Regions from separate parts of the Mus musculus genome. Here region 1 is linked to region 2. A link is a contact called in public promoter capture Hi-C data. All regions are on one chromosome and are shown on one strand. The core of a region is the stretch at or near the end of the contact, and the rest is flanking DNA. Distances in the headings are between cores, read along the strand shown.

Region 1 (5,279 bases), core at 1,687-4,186, 79 kb before region 2:
AAAACCTAAACATTTTCTAAGTGGTTATAATCATTGAAAAAATAATAAATAAATGGGCAGATATTATGGAGAACTGTTTCAATAATAGAGTGTCAACGCTCTGCTAGTTATACATATTCCTTTAAGAACATTTACACTAGAAACTCTAACTAAAATATTTGAAAATGAAATTATCCAACTGATTTCAAAAGATGGCTTATTTTTAATAAATATAATTTTATAAGTTCATTTCATAAGAATTAACATATAGTAACCCCCTTTTAGTTTGTTTTGACTATATGTCTATTAAGATTATTACTGTGTCTGTTAAGGTTATCATGTGATTTTTGTTCTTATACGGATTTGCCACAATATATTTTTAAATTTACATATGCTTAATCAACTTTGTATCCATGGGATGAAATTTTGTTACTATATGTAACAAAATTGTGTGCTACTGTCTGTTTGTTATAACAGTTGTACACCTGGGTCTTCAGTTGGGACTCCTTACTGGGGAGCAGGATTGTCTCTGACTGTATTGTCTGCCTTTGGATCGCCTTCTCCTCACGGGCCTGCCTTGTCTAGCCCCAGTAGAAGAAGATGCAGTTGAGCCTAGCCTTACTGCAATTTGATAGCCAAGGCTGGTTGATATCCATGGGAGGTCACTCCTTTTCTGAGAAGGGGAAAGAGGGGTGGAAGAGGTGAGGGGAGGTGAAAGGGAGAGACTGAGACGAGAGCCTGTCAGTCTTTCAAAGAACCAACTCTTTGATCAATTCTTTGTATTGTTGTTTTGATCTTCTTTCATTACTTTTGACCCTAATCTTTATTATTTCTTGGAACTTACTACAATTGGATTTGGTTTTCTCTGTCTCTGTTTCTTTCTCTGTCTGTCTCTCTCTGTGTGTCTCTGTGTCTATGTCTCTCTCTCTCTCTCTCTCTCTCTCTCTCTCTCCATAAGTCTTAAGCATTTAAGCTGTTAAGTTTCTTCTTAGAATTGCCTTAGCTGCACCCTAGATATTTTAGGTTGAAATACAGGTCAATAGTAGTGTCTGGGGGAGGGAGTCAGGCAATGACTAGAGTCTTAGAAGGGTAGTTGACATGGTGACAATTATCTATCTCAATTTGATCCCCAAGCAGAACAGGAGACTTGACAGAGAGCAATGTCAATGAATCACAATTGAGAGGTGTCCATTTTCATTCAACAGGCACCTCCTAAGGTGAAAGAAACTGTCTGATACACTGTAGCCAGTGTGACATTTATAGCAAGTGTGTAGCAGTGTGACTGCTCCAGAAGAGAGTGATAGAAACAAAGATACAGAGAAACTCCAGTAAGTCAAGGAGAGAGAAGAGACTAAGCAGACAGCTCAGAGGTAGCACTTACCAGAATAGAGATGGAGAGAACAGGGTTTAAAGCAGGCAGAAGAGAAGCAGCCAGAGAGGTGGACTCCGAAATTTGGAGTTGAATATGATGGGTGACAGAAGCCAGAATTAACAAATGATCCATACCTTAGGGCCGAATCAGCAGCTTAGTTAGTTCTGTTAGGAGCAGCCTGGCCTCTTGGGAACAAGGACTTATTGTTTCCCTCCTGGGTTTTTGGCACCAGATGTAAGCAAGAGCACAATAAAGAAATGGATGCTCCCTGGTTGGGGGAGGGTGGTTGAAGAGAGAGAGAGAGAACAACTAGAGGCATCTAGAACAGCCCAGAGCAGAGAAAAAAACAACAAACAAAAGAAGCAGCCTGGACAATATCAGGACTATCTGTGAGAGAAGCCAGAATAGCAGAGCTGGTGGGGATGGGGTAAAACCTGATGTAAAAGAATAAATCTGAGAGAGGGTAGCCTGTGAACTGCAATAGCCTGGGAGCTAGCATAGTGGAGAAGAAATGGGGAAGGGGAGACGGGCCAGAAGAATAGTCTGGGCTTTGAACACAATGTTGAGTAGGGTCTGAAGGAGCGTAGAAGCCAACAAAGGCTTTGATATGCAACCATAGGTATACCCAACAGAAATATATCCCAGGGAAGGGGCTCTTTTGGTAGGCAAGGGACCTGCCTTTTTAGGTTCCTGAGAAATGCCAACCATAGGATTTTAACTATATTCGAGAAATCTTTCTAAAGTCCAGCTTGAACTGAGCCTAGACTGCCACTTGTGGACATGGGCACTACCCTTTGGATTTAGGGAGCTGGAGTTTCCTTTGGAACTGAGAGGTGTGTTATCAGTTTTGTTTAACCATATGAAAATTTTAGATTCCTAAATTGTCCTTCTTGATTTATTCAGTGATGAACTGTTCATTCAAAAACATATTGCTCATTATTCAAACATTTGTGTAGTTCCCATTGTTGGCAATTTTTGTTTTTATTTCACTATGTTAAGTGTTATGTACTATGTTAAGTTCTATGTTTTAAGACATAGATGTACTTTGATTCTTTTGTATTTGTTAAAGCACATTTAGTGGTCTACAGTGTGATCTTTTATGTTCTGTGGACTGCTGCTAAGAAAGTTTTATATTCCCTTTCTGTTTGGTGCAATATTCTATAGCTAGCAAATAATTGATCCTCTTTACTATAGCTTATGTCTGAGGTATAGTTGATTTTTAACTATAGTATGTTTCTAACAATAAGAGAGCTAGCACATATTCTTGAGATTATTAAATTGTGCTCAATGATAAAGAGAAGACATAAAGAAAAAATACTAGTGAATGACGAGAAGATACTCTATCTTATGACATCATCATGGCAGAAACGTTGGGAGGGTTTTGGTAAACATTACAGAGTTAGAAATTGTTACAGGAGACAATCCGCATGAATCTAAATTCTTGCCGATTTTTTTTTGTTTGTTTAAGAAGAGAGCACCAGATAAGAATATAATTAAAGCCTGATGAACATATAAGGGGAAGTCAGTGAACCCCTAACAATTCTGTTGAGACCAGTCCTTTTAAAGGCTCCTTCCTCTTTCCTGTTTTCAATTCATGACCAGTTTAGGGTGGTGGTAGTATGAGTCATGAAAAAAAGCATATAGCTCAGATATTTAAGCAGAGGACAGAAATAAGGAGTTAGCAGGTTTACCCCATCACACCCTTCCCAAAACTATTAAGAAAAGACAGTTTCTGTTCAAACCATCCTCCACCAATCCTATCCCACTTTCTTTCCTTGGTTTTTCAATATCAGAACATTAAATATATATCTGTTTCTGATACTTTCAGTCATCTTTCCCTCATGCACATTTATCAAACAGAGAGAATTCCTCTGAGTAGGGTAGGTTATGGTTAGAAAGAGCCACCTTGGGCAACATTTTATGAATAAAGGAATAAATGAACAATGTAACAAATATTATTCAAATTCTCTTTTAATTAGCAAACTGCCTTCTATGGGGTCTCTATTTCATCCAAAGCAGGATTCTGTGTATTTAAAAGCAATGTTCTTAGGCTAGATAACTTGCCAGGTTTAAAACTGTGGCCACTTCATCGTAAGCTGGAGAGAATTATATTTAATATATATGACGAGTAAACAGAGAGATGCAAGAAGTGATTGGCACAAGGAGTTATATGAAGTTTATGGAAGACATTATTGTAGAATTAGACCTCGCTCATGACCCCAAAAGGTCAAGCCCTATGTCATCATCAGTCATTGAAAGTTTCAGGTCTCCAAACTGAAGCTGAGATGTTTATCTGTCATTATGTTCTTTATCTTTATAAGAGTTAAATTAGCAGAGAAACCAAAGCCAAATCCACAAGTAGGCCAATCACAATAAGGAAGTCTACTCTGCTTTCACTCTCTGAGGGAAAGTAAACTGAAGCCACCAGATACCAACCAATTTGAAATTTGTATTGTACTGTGTCCTTGTCCCTGTGCCAACCACTTCTCGAAGTATTCTGCCACGAAAAGTGGGATGTGTTTTCCACATCTGGAGATGAGACCCTGCCCAGTTAGGAAGCTTTCCATTAGGTGAAATTGATGGGGTGTTGAGGTAACCAATTCGTCTCTATTCAAATCGACCTGCATTCTCTCTTCTGTAGCTCTCATGCCTCGCAGCCCCAAATCATCAAAGGTATAGATTGATTCAAATTAGCAGCCTCCTTTCTCTTTAGGCCTGTTCCATTTTGACACCTTGCACAGAAGATTTTTAATACCATAAGCACCAAACTTATAACCGCCGGCATTTTGATAATTAAAACAATTCAAAGCAATTAAAGCAATCTAAACAATTATTATTATCCATTCAAACAGTGCTTCTTCACTATCCCCTGCCTTGTCCTGACACAAGATCAAGGCCTAACTTTTGACTATCTCTCTGAGATAAGGCTTTCCTCTCTAACACCTGCACTGACCTTTATGAGATCAGAGGCCTCAATTTATTTATTCATCTATGTACACTTAAAAATCTCCTTTTTGTGGAGATTGATATCTACCATCTATCTATCTATCTATCTATCTATCTATCTATCTATCTATCTATCTGTGTGTGTGTGTATATATATATATATATATATATGTATATATATATATATATATATATATATATATATATATTACCTTTATCTTCATAAGAGTTAAATTGATACCCTTTCTTTTTTCAATTTCAATTAAATTCCCTTCTGCTTACAATATACGCATATTTCCAGGCTATTAATTTGTCACACCAGGCTAAGCAATTCAATAATTCCCATGAAGCCCATGTTCAAGGAACCCAGTTGCCTGCAATGCATAGACTTTTTGAACTTCCTTTAAACCATTTACATTATGTCTCTTCTCTATCCTTAAAAATAATAAAATCAATTTTCATTAATTCTCCCTTCTATGGATATTAGCATCTCTGTGGTTACATATATTATGTCACCTTTCTCTTTATATAACTTGAATTAACATCCTTTCCTATGTATTTAACTTCAATTAAATTCTCTTCTATATTTCTGTATGAGCCTACTCTCAGACTTATCCTTCTATCCTTAAAACAATTAAAGTTTCCTTTATTCCTATCTTATTCAGGCCACATCGCTTCAGCTTGCCTTATCCCAGCAGGAGCTCTCAGCATCCATGGTTTAAGCTCTTCACAGCAGCCCAGAACAGGAAAGTGTCCAGCTGAATTCTTAGCTGCATATCCCTGGGTCAGCCTAGGTGTGTACTAGCCTTAGCCACAAACCCTGAGTTATACGTGCCCATTCAGCATGCCCTTTGTCCTAGTCCCAAACCCACGTGGTCTGGGTAAAAACTGCGCAGCTCTGCTAAGAAACAAATTCTCCTCACCTCTTTTTATTTTTTTAATTTATTTTTTTTATTACGTATTTTTCTCAATTACATTTCCA
Region 2 (5,143 bases), core at 128-2,627:
ATTCTTCTCTGTTTACAGGTGATAGAGAAGTGTTCCTTTTTCATATGCCGTTTCTTCCTATTCATGTCAAAGGCATTCATTAATAGACATTTATACAGGTGTAGGACTTGTCAGGGTATGCCTCTATTACAAAGATTTGGTATGTAAATTCAGCCATAAGGTGAAGGTGAAGTAACTTTGGAAAGCAATGAAATCCAAAACAAAGTTACCCTTGTTATCTTATTTCTGTTAGTTTTCTTGTAGTCTTTTTAGTTTTATAAAACTGCAATGTTCTCTGTAATGTTTATTGATAATCTTTCTCTTTGTAATAATGAAACCATTGGTTAAAATAGTCATAACCGTTGGCTCCATTTCTTTCCCTATGGTCATCCATTCTACCCTTACAATACTGCTGTGATGTAGTTCTTTTCATTTTTTTGGTGAGGAACTGAAGACAGACATGAATTAGCTTGCTTAAGAATGTTGTCATGAGTAGCAGTACCTGGTTTTGAACCTGGGTAGCTTGACCCTAGTTTGTGTTCCCTTAATGACTGTGCTCTGCTTTCTACTGGTATAAGAGTTGCGTGAGAATTCCAAAATCAGGTGTCCTTCTTCACTATCTCAAGCAGCTGATGAGCATTCCTTGGCCTTGCCTTGTTTCCTACAGGTTATGCTTTCGGTTTTGCTGGATGGTAAGATTTGTAAGCCAAGCTGTAAATCTCATACACATTTAAAGGTGCTACTAGTAGATATATTTGAGTCTTAGAAACCGACTCCCCAGAGCAATTCAGTGTCTCCTCATAGTGACCTGGCTATGCACAAACTTGGTTTGTTTGTTCATTTGTAGAATAGAAGTGTTCTTAGGTGTTCTTACGATTCTAGGCAATTTCTTGTGAAAATTAATAGTAATATCATTATCTTTTTCTGAAGCCCCTTTGAACAGATGAGCCCAACAGTAGACAACCAGGAAGTTACTATGTACCATCTCAGTTAATCAACATGCTAGCTTCTGTTATTTCTGCTCTCCAGATGACCCAGCCAGAGCTAAGAGGATAAGTGCCCTGCATGAAGTGGAACAGCGAGAGAACACAGGGCTGAGACCACACGCAAGAAAGACTCTCTGCTCCAAAGTATACACACTTTCAAATATTTTTCTCCAACACAGGGCTAGGTCTGAAGAACAGAGCTCTCCCATTCCCTTAACACAACATGAAGACATTCCTTGAGCAGAATGCTCTGGTCTCTGGGGAACTAGAGGAAGTCCTGGCAGGCACTTTAGCTTTTCTAGTGGTTTAGCACGCAGGCGGAGTTTGCTTTTCCCATTCTCTCCTGTGTGTGTTCCAGGACCCAAACCAGATGGAAACAAGGGAAAGCTCTTGACAGAGGCTGATGCCAAAACATTTCATTTAAAAAGGAAACGCCATCTGTGCACTCTCCCACCACCCAGCCCCCTGTTTCCAGGAGCAGTTTCACAGCTGACTCACTCACTTGTGTTGGATAGGATTAGTTTTCAGTAATTGCAAAGGTAGAACAAGTGGCTAGGGAGCCCCGGAGACAGAGTTCCCTCTGGATTGTGGCTAGCAAGGCAAGGGGCTGTAGGTATCCAACAGCAGCTAACCAAGGGGGGACTGTGGTCAATCACACACGTGGTTCTTTGGTTTGGGGCTTTTCTCAGCTTGTGCTTTTAGAGGATAGTGCACTTTGTCGTGATGCTGAGACATCATCATCTGGGATTGATCAGTACATTGTGGGCAGAGGTGTGAATTCTACGAGTCTCTCTTATCTTCGCATTTCTATCCCTATATTGTAGAGCACCAACTTAGACATCCAGTTAGTGTCTGCTAAGGCATTGATTGATACCCTACTTTGCCCAAGCTTTGAGGCTCAATGTTCTGATCTCCAAAGTGGGAGTGTCTGCTACCAGTACTCGAGGATCGTTTAAAAGGTAACTGGGCTCTGGATGTATCTATGTAGTGCCTGAAACAGATGCCATTCAACCTGAGCAGTGTCAGGTTTATGTTAGGCAATGCTAATTCATCGGCGGGGTTTTAAAATGTATGGCTGTGACAGACATGGATACTTGCATCATGTGAAGCACTGTCACACAGCAGATCAGATTTGGTTTCCTTTGGGCTCCCCTGGGGCTCCCTGCCCCGGCTTCACTGGCACTCCTTCCTGTGGTCCACCCAACAACAATCGCAGTCATTCTGATCCTTGCTTTCTAAGTCAGCTTCTCTTAAATCTCTTTACTCCAAAATTATTTCCAACCTCCCTCCGCAAGGTCCACTATTAGCTGGCATCGTATGTATTGCTGTTCTGTCTCAGGGATTTGGGATGGAAACTTAAGGATCTGACCTCATGGGCGTTTATGGATTGCCCTGAATGTTGGGAGTAAGAACACGCTTAATCAAAGAACCCGCTCAGTCCGTCAGGTTCCCGTCTCTGGAACATGAGAGGCTATTTTTTTTCTACACCTATCTTCAGTACTTCAAAAGAAGAAACAAAATGGAACAAAACATTCTCTGGGGTCAGTCAAGTGCACTGCTAACCAAACAACAGAATTGGGAGAGGCTGACACAGATGCCTCGGGCCCAACTTTTAAAAGCCAGCTCAGGTTTTTATTTGTTTCTGCAATTCTTTCCTGTTACTGTGGTGTGTGTGTGTGTATGTGTATGTGTGTATGTGTGTGTGTATGGGGAGAGAGAGAGAGAGAGAGAGAGAGAGACTATGATTGATTAATATTTTACCCTAATTAGTTATGCTAAACCATATGCAGAATTTTCCAGAAGAAACAGCAACTGACCAGAAGCCCAGTGCACTTGGCAGGTTCTCCAGGACTGTAAAGCTCAGCCTGCCAATTGCCTACTGTTCTCTGAGCACAAGTGTGCTCGCAACCACATCCACACTGCCACTCGGCACTGCGCTGCTGGGGTTCCTCCGTTCTGTTCTGATCACCAGATGTGAGCCTCTAATACGGGTGGGCTTTAGCAGCAGGGACCTCACGCACGCCTGCTGAGGTTCTCTGGTTTCCATACTGCAAAGCCTGAGCTCAGGGCTAACTCTGGGGTTTAAGATGGATCAGAGTAGCCGAGGCTTCCTTTGACTCTGCAGAAGTTGCTCTTACTCACAATGAGATGCTGCTGGTGTCTTTCTCTCAGTTCCCTTTAAATTCATTAAATTGCTGAGCAGAAGATTTTATTCCACCCAATGGTCCAGTTACCAAGGAGAAAATAGGGAAGTGTCTTTTGTCTTCAGACTTTGAGAGTCATCTAAAATGAGCGATTTATAAATGCTTCCACTGTGACCCGTAGTAGAAAGCTGCTGCCTTCGAATCTTCAGGTACCTGAGTGTTTTCCCTGCAGGCAGAGCCTGTATATGAAGAATAAATGATCATTTAATGGGTGCTTACTACATCAGATCTTTTCTCACAGGGATAATTTTCAGTCTATGTTTCCTTCAGGAGGGCTATTGAGATCAAAATGGGGACTGCATTTTGTGTTTTAGTTGTAACCTCTATGATGATGTAATTTCTGTCACTTCCACCCACCTTCTGAACACAAGTTATTTTTTATCTACCATATGTGGACCCCATGTGGTTGAGGCTGTGGAGCTCATGTTAGGCTGCATGCAAACCATGCATCTGCTTAACAAACCACATTACTCTGTGAAGCCCATGAGTGCTTGGAAGTGGATTTGCCATGCCAGGCTTATACCTGTCTGTTATTCCTTAAGATCCAAGTTTCTATTTTCATAAAGGAAACATTGGAAGCTGAGAGTGGCCCTCCTAAGCAGCATCCGCTCAGTTCTGACCAGAATTCTTTCTATAGTCTATGGATTTATGAAGGTTAGAGCATTTCTCTGCACACTCGTGGATACCTATACTCATGTATATGTAATATATGAAACATACATACCCATATGCACGTGTGCGTATTTGAAACAAGTAATATATTACTCTACAAAAAAAAGGGAAGGGGAGGAAAAATCCAAATGTGAAATATGTACAAATCCTGACATTGGCTTTTTTAATTTTCATACTTTTAAATATTTCTTCACTATGATATCCTAGATATAATTTTGGCCTCTTATTTAACATGATAAGAAGAATTTTATTTTGCATATTTTTAAAGAAGATAACTTTAATGGTTTCTTGTCTACCACAGATCCATTTGTTTCTGGGCTGGCTGGAATTTTTTTTCAATTTTTTATCATGAGAAATAATGATTTTGACATTAGATATTTTGGACTTTGAGTTGCATTATTTAGCTCATGCTGAACTCAAATTTAAAATCTATTTGCTTTATTCCCCAAGTACAATCATGAACCACCAGGCCTGGTTTGCATGCATTGTTTATAAATGAATAAACTGGGAACTGTGTGGATGACTAATAGGAAATGCCTACAGTACTAGAGGGTAGTAGGGTATGACTGGAACTTTAGTCCTCTGTTCCCTATGAATGTTTGCCCTGGATGAAAATTAATTGATTTCCAAACCTTTTTCTGGGGTCTGAAGAGATGCTCAGAAGTAAAAGCACTAGCTAGCTGCTCTTGTAGAGGTTCTCAATACCCACTTGGTGGATCACAAATTGAGTTCTAGGGCTATCTGGTGCTCTCTTCTGGCCACCGAAGACATTGCTTGCACATAGTGTGCATATATGCGTGGACAAAACACTCATACATGTAACTGTTTTAAAATTAAGTCATCCAGAATCCCTTTAAAGTATCATATTCTATTCATTTTTGTGTATTTAACAAAGAGTGAACAATACTTAGGCTATTTAATATTCTCTCCCTTCAAGTCCTCTTTGATATAATAAGATCCTTGAAACTTTAAGGCTTATGCTGTAATTTGATTTCAACACACATAGGATGTATGTATGTATGTATGTATGTATGTATGTATGTATGTATAAGTATACTGCCATATGTGACTGAGGCTGTTTGCAGAAAAAGGGAAGAAGGTATTTAAAATACTTAAGAGTGCAGCCTGACCAGGTTGCAGAAGAGGAGCTTTGATGTCTGGCTAGCTTGACTGCAAAATCATTAGTCGTTTTCTATTGGCTTTGTTAGATGAGGTATTAGAGAAATAATAAATGTCAACCAAAATGCTTAGGCTTTTCATTTTAGGTCAGTGCACTTAATTAATAATTTACTTTGACATTTT

Evidence for each region. Capture Hi-C pulls out chosen DNA fragments and counts their contacts.
Region 1: a contact with region 2 is called in a promoter capture Hi-C map of adipose tissue. The contact joins two enhancer-like sites. A contact is called at or near these places in 2 of 39 promoter capture datasets (3T3-L1-derived adipocytes and embryonic stem cells), 1 of 484 Hi-C or Micro-C datasets (bone marrow-derived macrophages), 1 of 115 datasets of contacts at active chromatin or transcription factors (heart atrium) and 1 of 9 other capture datasets (adipose tissue).

The regions. Positions count from the first base shown.
Region 1 is chr12:45,090,263-45,095,541 of GRCm38.p6, reverse strand. No RefSeq gene overlaps it. Among named protein-coding and RNA genes, the nearest start is that of Gm24731, 16 kb to the left of the region's middle. Within about 2 kb of position 2,936, at least 22 of the 459 cell types and tissues checked have an H3K27ac peak or open chromatin away from gene starts, as enhancers often do. A contact at or near this core is called in adipose tissue, where this site is marked.
Region 2 is chr12:45,009,630-45,014,772 of GRCm38.p6, reverse strand. All of the region lies in intron 2 of Stxbp6 (syntaxin binding protein 6 (amisyn)), which reads left to right. Gm38487 (a long non-coding RNA gene) reads left to right here. Exons shown (of 2, transcript XR_381564.3): 1 at 1-1,109; 2 at 1,790-3,947. Among named protein-coding and RNA genes, the nearest start is that of Gm38487, 7.3 kb to the left of the region's middle. Within about 2 kb of position 1,377, at least 62 of the 459 cell types and tissues checked have an H3K27ac peak or open chromatin away from gene starts, as enhancers often do. A contact at or near this core is called in adipose tissue, where this site is marked.